3 separate regions of the Sus scrofa genome follow, and all the other regions are linked to region 3. The links are chromatin contacts, called in public HiChIP or PLAC-seq maps. All regions are on one chromosome and are shown on one strand. Each heading gives the region's core, a stretch centred on a gene start, on an enhancer-like site or on the middle of the called end of the contact. The rest is flanking DNA. Distances are from core to core; before and after follow the strand shown.

Region 1 (3,206 bases), core at 414-2,913, 150 kb after region 3:
CAGGGCTTGCAGCCCTGCGCCCGTGTCACCCCCATTCTCCTCTTCTGTGCGCCGGGCACCTTCTCATCCCTCCAGACCCAGCTCCGAGATCAGCTTCTTTAAGATGCTTCCGTGCCTCTCTGCTTAAGTATCTGGTGTGTGTGCTTCCCAGCGGTCCGTGTGTGAGTGTGGATCTCCATGAGGAGGTGGTGTCCTCTCTTCCAGACGAGGAAGCTGGGGCTTCTAGATGTTCAGTGATCCTGTACAGGACCCCAGCTAGGAGAGGGTCGAGCTGGGACTGAGAAACTGAGCCAGTGGGTCGCAGGTCCCTGGCGCCTTGGTGGGCTAAGGATCTGGCATTGTCACTGCCGTGGCTCGGATTTGATCCCTGCCCTGGAACTTCTGATGGGTGCCTCATACACGTTTACTACTGATGCAACGAAGGTATTTCCTTCGGCATCTTAAGAAAGAGGATTAACCGGCATTAACGATCGCTAAACCGTCCTCCATGGTAACATTGCTACGTATCAAGCAGTGATCCGTGGCCTGCGTTGGGCTAGCTCAAAGTGGACATAGCGAAAAAAAAAAAAAAAAAAAAAAAAAAAAAAAAAAAAAAAAAAAAAAAAAAAAAAAAAAAAAAAAAAGCAGTAGACCGATGGCCTCTTGGGGTCTGGAAAGGGAGGAGGAAACGAAGAATCTCTGAGTGTTTCCATCTCTGTCAAAGGTGACATTGCCAACACTCTGGCTGCTGCAAAATCTCTTCCTCCCTGGGGAGGAGAGGTTTCACCAGCCTCTGATGTAATCGCCTAATGCACCCCTCAGATGACTTGAGTTCCAGGCCTTTCCGTCCCTTTCTCTTGGTCTGGTGGCTCAGACAAACAACTGGCTGTTCATTTGGTTTCGTTAGAACCGAGCTGCTGGGGAGAGGGAGGGTGGGCCGTATGCTGGACCAGAAGATGGCAGTCACTGGAAGACCTCGTCTTTTGCTCGAAGCGTTAGGCATTGGCTCCCTGGTTTGTAAACCAGTTCCCTGGTGGACGTGGTTGGCACGAATTCTCCAGCCCCAGCTCACGTCTGGGTGAGCCAGACTTGGCTGCGCTTCTGCATGAGAAAGGCCTTCGTTAAGACGGAGCCCACGATCGTCCTACCGGGTGCCGTGGGATTGCGGCCGGATCTGCGGGCTCCCCTCTGCTCCTTGGGGTGCGCATCTGAGCAGACGTCCCGCTGAAACAGCCTCCTTCACGGTAGCGTCTTAGATTTGAAGGAATCTTTGCAGTCATCTAGTCCAATCTCGTTCTGCCATTAAGCTCCCACAAGTGCTCATCTAGCCTGGCACTGAACCTACTTCCTCCAAGCTGACTCATTTTTGCTTCGCTCTAGTGGCTGAAATTTGCTTTTCCTTTTACATTAAGGGGGCATTTTTGGGCCTCTCAGCTCATTTCTCTAGAGCTACGCAGAATCTGCATGAAAACCCTTTGAATATTAGATTGGCAGCGATTATATAGAACATGTAAACGTTTTTTAAATGACGGATTGTCTTCTCTTTAACCATTTAAGGACGGTTTACTTGGAGACAAGAACTCGATTGGGCAGCTTTGCATTGCAGGCCGATCGTCTGGCCGGGACAAGAACGGAGCTGATGCCGAGCGTCCTTAACTGTTCATTACGTGGCGACTGTCCAGCGCCGGGAAGGTCTGGAGATTTTGCAGAGTTAACAAGTTAGCCTGTGACAGCTTCAGGGCCGCCGGCAAAGGGTATGAGACTTGGGGATGAGAGTCAGAGGACAGTTTAATGCTTGTAGTGATGGCAGTAGCCAGGGTGTCATCGTGTTCTTGTGCCGGGCCCCCAAGCCCCAGCCCACAGGGTGGGCAGAGAGGGCCAGGGGGGCCCTCTGCACGCAGTGGAGCAAGACACAGGACAGCAGCCGGGTGTAGGAAACCCCAGCTTTTTATAATGGGCTCTACACTACCTGCAACCTTAGCCTGGGGACAGACCACCTCTGGTACTAGACGGCAAACAAGCCAGCCCTGTGCTCCAGCGGGAGACGCCCCCTCTGTCTTCGAAGGCCGGTCTCTGTGCAGACATCCTTGGAAGGACAAGCGGGAGCGAGGGCAGTCCCTGCCTCTGCCTGCGACACCAGCAGAGACAGAACAGACCCACGGAGGGTCGCCTCCCAGGAGCAGCTTCCTTTGACGTCACCCCTGGCACACGAATCTCCAGCTTATCTGCCAGCTGTGCCCATGTCCTCCACCTCGCACCAAACCGAAAGCTCAGGCCGAACGATACGGGGGCAAGGATGGAGGTGCGAGGTGGTCAGGGCCTGTGTTTTCCCGCCGAGTTTTGTTCAGAGCCTCCTTCCCCGCGTTCTTTTCACACGGGTCCAGGAGACTCTGCCTTCCTCACAGGCTCCCCGGTGCGGCCGAGGTTGCCCAGGGCTCAGTGGAGAGGAAGGCTGAGCATCGCGGGTGGGGGGGCTTCAGAAGGCGTCATGGGGAGGTGCCAGGTCCGCCAGCATTTTGCTTCCGGCGGTGTGTTAAAGACAACGGGCAAGAAGGATGCTGCTTTCCCTGAAGGGCCTGCGGATGGGGCTCTGAGGACCATTTCACGTCAGTACTGAATCTGCATCCAGGGCTCGCTGCCCCAAAGCTCCACGCATCCGCTCTACTCCTGGTTTTTTGTTAGCCATCCTCTTTTCAGATGGAGACCCTGAGGCCGGCCCCGCAGGGCTCTCTGCATTCCAAGGTCGCAGAGACCTGGGACAGCCTGGGCTGGCGAAGGCCTCCCGACCGGCCCTGTAAGCCTCTCTCGGGAGCGGGGCGGGAGCTCATGAGATTAACACTGCAGGGGCCCAGCCGTGAGACCTGGAGCAGCTCAATCGCCAGGCACGCTGGTGAATAACAGGAATCTCTATCATCCTTTCCGTCAGAAAGCATTTATTTTAAACCCCTTGGCGAGCTCACGGGGTGAGCTGGCCTGTCACACACCATCACATGGCATGGAAACTGGCAATTAAATTTAGCAACCCACCTCGGCAAATCCAGGCCAGCCTGGGAGGAGCCAGGAGTCTTCACTCCCAAATCAGGAGGTTTCCAGAGAAAGGGAAGCAGGGCTCGGTGGGTTACGCTGAATTAGGAGCACCTGTTCCCATCGATAATCTGGCGGCCCTCAAGTGCGGCAGCGGGGCTCAGAGGATGCCCGTTCTGCACACGACCCGGGGGAGGGCGGAG
Region 2 (3,232 bases), core at 597-3,096, 240 kb after region 3:
AAACATCAGCTCTTGTTGGGCTTGGCAAACATCGAATTGAGATTTTTAGAGTCAGGAACAGGTGAGAACATTTTTATGGTACACAACGTGTTTTTTAATCTTGACAGTTTTCTTTAATTACGTGTTTGGGATGTGAGCTGCGGGAACCTTGCAGTCTGACTTGGCAGGGGCGTCACGGAGCCTCTTGTTGTTCCTCTTTGCTTTGTTTTCATGTCGCTTTTATGCTTCTTGACTTATTCGCCTTAAGCTTTAGGTTCCTGGGGTTTAAGGTCAGACCAGAGGCAGAGCTTCCACAGGTTCCGCAGGCCTTACAACCAGAGGTCTGGGTTTTCCAGAAGTTCTACGAAAGTCGGCACAGCTTTCTTGGGGCCGGCCTCGCCTTGGTGATGAAGCAGCAAAACCTGAGCCAAAGGCGAGCTGGGCAGAGGGTGACTTTGCTAAAGCCGATGCTGCTTTCTCACTGTGGACGTGAGTGCCCAGGCCCCCAAACCACAGAGGACCCCATGGACAGAGACCGCCTACCAGCTCCCCTGAGTGTCTTTTCCACTCCAGTTTCCCCCGCCTAACACTGGGAAGCCAAAGTCATTTATTCCTGGGCAAAACAAAAACAAACAAACAAAAAACTCATTAAAAATGCTTTTCCTGGAGTTCCCTGGCAGCCTAGCAGGTTAAGGGTCTGGTGTTGTCACTGCAGTGGCTCCGGTTGCTGGTGTGATAGGGGTTCAATCCCTGAGCCAGGAACTTCCGAGGGATCATGGCCACGGCCAAGAAAAAAAAATGCTTTTCCTGTCAAAGAAATAAGAACCATTATTCTTTAGGAAGCTGACTTTTACACTTTGTGAAAAAGTCAAAGTCATACCAGCACTGGATTCTTTCCTTTTGAGCCATCAAACTCCTAGAGCAGGTGTTTAGATCTGAGGGACGACGGTCAGGAGCCTCGCCCGCCCATGGGCAGTTGACCTGCCTCTGGTGTACTATTTACGTTCAGGTAAACAATGCCTTTTCATTTTTCCACTGTCGGCAGGATAGTCCAAGGATCAGATCACCCTAAACGGTGATCTGGCACATGATTGGCCGCAGAGGACGAACTCACGTGTCGTGCTTTTTTTCCCGGAGGCAGCGGTAATGAGGAGGATTAGAATAGGGTTGGGTTAAATTCAGCTTCCGCTATAGATAGCCCAAAGATTTCGTGGGATAGGCTTGTAAAAATCCATTTGTTGTTTATCTGAAAATCTCATTTAATTGGGCACCCTGTACTTTTAAAATTTGCTAGATCTGGTTGGCTAGTCGGGTTAGAGCTGGAAAGTCTTCACTGGACAGCATCCTAGCATCCTGCATCCTGAGAGATTCCCAGCATGCTCTCTGTTCCATTTTGTTTGGCTTGCACCTCTAGATGAGCCCGCGGTTCTTGTGGCTGCTGCCTCCGTCCCCATGAGAAAGACGGAAAAATGAGTTTGTAAGGATCTCTCTGATCCTCAGTGAATACCTTATATGAATGAAGTTATCACTTTAAATGAACCCCGTCAGCGGCCCTTGTTACCTCAACTCCTAACATCTGCCTTCAGGCCATGAGGGCCGGGGGGCGGAAGGGTGGCAGAGGGTGGGAGGGGAAAATCTGGAAGATGCAATGATTAGACCCACTCTCCCCTCCGCTGTTCTAGAATAGCTCTAGCGGCAAAGAAGAAACGCGGCATCGCCGAGGGATATCTTCTGCTCTGAGCGATGCTTCTGCTCCTGGCAAAGTTTTCAATGTGCTTCCTTCCCGGGTGTCCCGGTCTATTGTTTTCAGCTGGGCTCCGCACGGAGCTGGAGCGCTGAGTCTCCTTCTATAAACTGACCCCTGGTGGTTGCTATAGCAACTGCAAAGGGAGCGCCCTGAGCTGGGTAAACAAGGCTGATTCCCAGGGCTGGGCCGGGGGAGTCCCGTGTGCCTGAGAAGGGGTTTCTGGGGCGAGTCGGAAAGGCTGCAGGACAGCCCCCCTCATTCCCTCCCCGCCCACTGCCCCACCCCTCTCGCTCCCCCTCCCCCCTCCCTCCCTCCTCCCTCCTTCCTCGCCTTCCCTTTGCCCTCTCCCCTCCCACCAGACCAGGATGTGGGAGGGAAGCGTGCAGGGGCCTGCCTTTGACGCCGGGGAGCTGAACACCGTACCCCTGAAACGACATCTAAACGTTCCCCTAGAGCCCTAGGCTAGAGATGTGCCAATCTGACCCTGACAAACCAACCACCTGTGTCGCTGCCACACCTGCTTCAGGCCCGAGCTGCCGTGGGTGATGCGGGCCGGGGCTTCGCGGCCTCGGCGGCGCTCTGGGGTAATCCCGCAGGCGGAACCCGAGACAGAAGCGCAAGGTTTCTGAGGCCTGCGTGGCTCGCCTGAGGCTTTTTCCTGTTTTGGAAGGAATGATGGCGAAAGACATGTGGTACCTAAGAGGGCTGTGCCTCTGACCCTCAACACAGACACACGCAGCACACATCTGCACACACGTGCATGCACATGCAACACACATGCACACACACGTACACCCATACACACCCACACAAACAATACACACATGTACACATGTACACAGAGATACATAGTAACATATACATGCATACATATACATGTACACACATGCACACATGAATACACATGTACACACACAAGTACCTACACGCATATGAACACAATACACATGCATACACACGCACACATACGCATGAATACACTCACATGCAGACACATCAATACATAATACAGGTGTGTACACAAACATACACACTTCCATATACATCCATAATATATAGGCAGGTATATACATATTCATATACATGCAAACGCACATACACCTGCTGGCAGGAAGCCTTCCGCATGTAACAGCAGAGGGTGTATCTTCAGTTTTCTCTGGTTAGTTCTCTCCTGCCCTCATCCAGTTGAAAGTTTTGTATGTTAATATGAACTCTGTGGCGCATCTCACACCACGACTTGCCTGGAGGCCTCCTAAAAAGTTCCTCCACACGGATGGATTGAGGGGAAATCTGGATTTTATATTTTTCACAGGCCAGTACAGGTTTTCATTTTTTTCTATAAAAATCAGTATTTCTGGAGTTCCCATTGTGGCTCAGTGGTTAACAAATCCGACTAGGAACCATGAGGTTGCGGGTTCGATCTGTGACCTCGCTCAGTGGGTTAAGGATCCTGCGTTGCTGTGGCTGTGGTGTAGGCCGGCGGCTACAGGTCTGATGTGACCCCTA
Region 3 (3,236 bases), core at 179-2,678:
AGCTCCGGGCCCAGGGATTATTTTGAGAACTCAATTTAGCTGGAGTCAAACATGTCAATGTGTAACTTGTCTAATTTAAGTCACCTGTCCCCAAGCCCGGTCCCATTCAGCCCCTCCTGCATTGTGCGCTGGGACAAAGATCCAAGCACACTTTTCTTTTTAAAACCTGGTCCAGTGGCTCTCGGAAGCTGTCTTTAGTCTTCTAAAGACTCTCTGGCCACCTACCGGATTTTTTCAGCGTGAGGGCTGGGCAGAAAAAGAGCAAGTCACTCCCCTTGTTCAAAGGAAATCAAGGAGCGTGGCTAGTCAGACTTTGCCACTAAGTACCCCCAGGGATTTGCAAGAGAATAGCTCAGACACAGGCTGCACAACCCTCCTCTCAAGGAAAAAGCCACTTATTCTCCTACCAAAAGCGTGGAGCAGGAGGGTGGCACCCCAAAGTTTCTACGACATCTTTATCCTGGCACAAGGAGGGAAAAAGAAAGGTGACAAAATTCAAGTACCTTGGCTGATTTTTTTTCTAAGTTACCAGGAGGAAAAAGGTTTAAACGGCTTGCCAGTTTTTTTACATATAAAAAGGATAATCAGCTACATTCACGTTCTCACAAACAGCTCTAATCTTCTAAATGAGTTCTGTGTAAGGTGCTTCCTTCAAACCGAAGTCATTTTGATTAATAAAGAGATGTTAAAAAAAACAAAAAACACCCACCCTTTAAAAAAAAAAACAACCCTAAAAAAAAAAACAAAACCAAAAAAAAGAGCATTCTGTCAGATGTGGCCCTTGAGATCAGAGAGCAAAGTTAGGGAAAAAGAAAAAAATCGAAGTTACGACTCATTCAGGAAGCGCACACTGAAAGTGAAAGATTCATTGATGAGTTTTTAACTCTCAGACCGTGTGGCAGAAGAGAAGCAGGTTCAAGGTGGAGGCTGGGAAAGGCCGGGCTGTGCTGGGAACTGCTGAGTTGTTCCAGCAAGTTCGGTCACAGTTGGGTATAACGGGGTCTACAAATGACAATGTCTCAAAACCAGGTCAGGGTTGGAGAGGCGCTGGTAGTTATGGGACTGCGGCTCAGGTGCTAATCCTGGCAGGTGCTGCGGCCTCGAAAGAGGAGGCCTGCAGAGATGGTTTCAAATGCTTGCGGGGACTGATGGCTCTGCTACACGCATGGGCGCACCTAACTCACAGTCCTCCTGCGTTGGAGGCGGCTGGGGTCAGAGAGATGTGACCGCTGAACATCCAAAGCTGCATGAAGCTGGGACTTGTCCTCAGGCCCCCCCCCCCCCGCCCCGCCCCCCGGCTCCCAGGGCTGAGAAATCTCCCTGCTTGAAACCTGAAAGGTCACAGCAGTCGGAAAGCCCTTGACAAGGTGCTCACAGCAGCCAGAAAGCCCTTGGCAAGGCCACGTGGCTGTGCGAGCACCTCCAGGGGCTGCTGCGTCATCAGGAGGCGGGGCCATCAGGAGGCGGGGCCAGGCTGCAGGTTCCCGGAGGCGCCCCCCCCACGCCAGGCTCCCTGGGGGTCTGGTGACAGCCCGTCCCTAGATAACAGAAGTCGGGGGAAGAGGAGATGGCACTTCAGTGGCCAGCAGGCTGGGGTGCAAACAGGCACAGACGCTTCCCCAAGTCTCCCCCTGCCTCCCTTCCACCTCCCGCCTCTCTAAGCTTTCCGGGAACTCGAGTTGCTGGATGCCTGGCTGGTCCTGCCCTACCATGTTCTAAGCAGCTGAGGACACCCCCACAGGCAGGCTCTTCTTAGCTTTCTGAATGCTGAGGGTAGGTAGGGGTGTCAGAGCCACAAAAATCTGTGCTGGAAACAGGTCTGGATGGTTAAGCTGGATACAAAAGAAAGTTAATGTGTCCCAAGAGCCCTGACTCAATCCTGAGCCACGGGGTCGGCGGGTGGAGGCGGATGTATGCTCCCATTTTGCAAAAGGTTGAATCCCCCCAGTTCTCATTTGAGCACCTCTGTTAACACCAGCGGGGTCCCTCCAACAGCTGGGCCCCTACTTGAAATAAGGATTCAGACTCTCTTTAAAGGCGCTGACGTTAAAGCAGACCAACAAAAGGAACTTGCTCGCCGAACTGCCCGGGTCTGCTGAATGCCATGAGGACAGGAAGTGAGAGGGCTAGAAAGGCCAGGTGGCAGAAAGATGCTGGCAGCCCATCTTCCAAGATGCTAGCTGAAAACACACCCAGCTGTGAAGCCCTGACTGAAATGGCCCTTCTTTCTTTCCCAAAGGCAAACGAAGACACCTGGGTCGAGAAAGTGGAGACGGGCCCCCGATGTAACCGCAGGGGCGAGAGTTAGCCGTGGTTAGGAGAGCGGCTGGATGAAAGAGGACGCTGTCCTGAGCACAGAGGTACTGTTTCCCTGCTGCACCGGAGTGCACCAAAGCGCCACCAAGCTAACAGGACAAAGGTTAAGGACAGCTGATAAGCAGGCCAGGAGATGGAGGCCAAGAGGGCCGCAGCTTTGCATCGCTGGGGAGCGGGGCAGGCAGGAATGTGAGAAGGCGAAAGAGCCCGGGCACAGCAAGCCGGCTTGGGGGGGGGGCGCTAATTATAGCAAGTCATTTTTCAGGGGAAGAAACCTTCCAGGGGAAAGTGGTCCAGAGGCACATTTTGAATTCAGACATCGGATCAGTGGCTGTTCCCCATGCACAGGCGCCCGTGACCAGCTACCTCTGAACACGTCCTCAGGTGCCCGATGATGATGGGGGTTTCAAATTATAGAACGATGAGCACAGTATGCAACTCAGAAATCTGGCCAGCAGAGGCCCCGATTCCATCCTGAAGTGACGACTCTCTGTGGCCGCGTGTGCACGTGTGCTTCCCCACTTAGAAGAGACTTAGTCCCTGTTCCCGAGGCTTCGGAAAGATTCCAGACTCGTGCACAGTTTCTAGACTGCTTTCTGGATGGGCTGATACACAAAGCAGTCACTACGCTGGGCTGTGCCCACAGGTCACAAGTCTTTCTGGCAGCCGATGTGGAAGGTTCTCGGGGAGGGTGGAAGGGGGAGGGGAGCTGATCACACAGCTCAGAGGAGGCGCCTCAGGGATCAGAAATACTTACTGTGGCACCTGCCCAAGAACCCCAGTGGCCGAAACGGGCTTTAACTCCAAAGGTGCCCCTAGATGAGGCCTACCACACTGTCAGGGTCCAAATTAAATGATATGCCAACTCTGAATGGTCACCTCTAGGAGACGCTTAGCAATAATCTGTCCTGTCAAAGAAA

The links. HiChIP or PLAC-seq counts read pairs in DNA pulled down with a chosen protein or histone mark.
Region 1: an H3K27ac HiChIP or PLAC-seq map of skeletal muscle shows a contact between it and region 3. The contact joins two enhancer-like sites. A contact is called at or near these places in 2 of 2 datasets of contacts at active chromatin or transcription factors (alveolar macrophages and skeletal muscle).
Region 2: an H3K27ac HiChIP or PLAC-seq map of skeletal muscle shows a contact between it and region 3, with 5 times the contacts expected there. The contact joins two enhancer-like sites. A contact is called at or near these places in 1 of 47 Hi-C or Micro-C datasets (embryonic fibroblasts) and 2 of 2 datasets of contacts at active chromatin or transcription factors (alveolar macrophages and skeletal muscle).

The regions. Positions count from the first base shown.
Region 1 is chr7:4,331,643-4,334,848 of Sscrofa11.1, reverse strand. No RefSeq gene overlaps it. Among named protein-coding and RNA genes, the nearest start is that of RREB1, 180 kb to the left of the region's middle. Within about 2 kb of position 1,663, at least 13 of the 83 cell types and tissues checked have an H3K27ac peak or open chromatin away from gene starts, as enhancers often do. A contact at or near this core is called in skeletal muscle, where this site is marked.
Region 2 is chr7:4,245,110-4,248,341 of Sscrofa11.1, reverse strand. No RefSeq gene overlaps it. Among named protein-coding and RNA genes, the nearest start is that of LY86, 140 kb to the right of the region's middle. Within about 2 kb of position 1,846, at least 16 of the 83 cell types and tissues checked have an H3K27ac peak or open chromatin away from gene starts, as enhancers often do. A contact at or near this core is called in skeletal muscle, where this site is marked.
Region 3 is chr7:4,486,028-4,489,263 of Sscrofa11.1, reverse strand. No RefSeq gene overlaps it. Among named protein-coding and RNA genes, the nearest start is that of RREB1, 25 kb to the left of the region's middle. Within about 2 kb of position 1,428, at least 26 of the 83 cell types and tissues checked have an H3K27ac peak or open chromatin away from gene starts, as enhancers often do. A contact at or near this core is called in skeletal muscle, where this site is marked.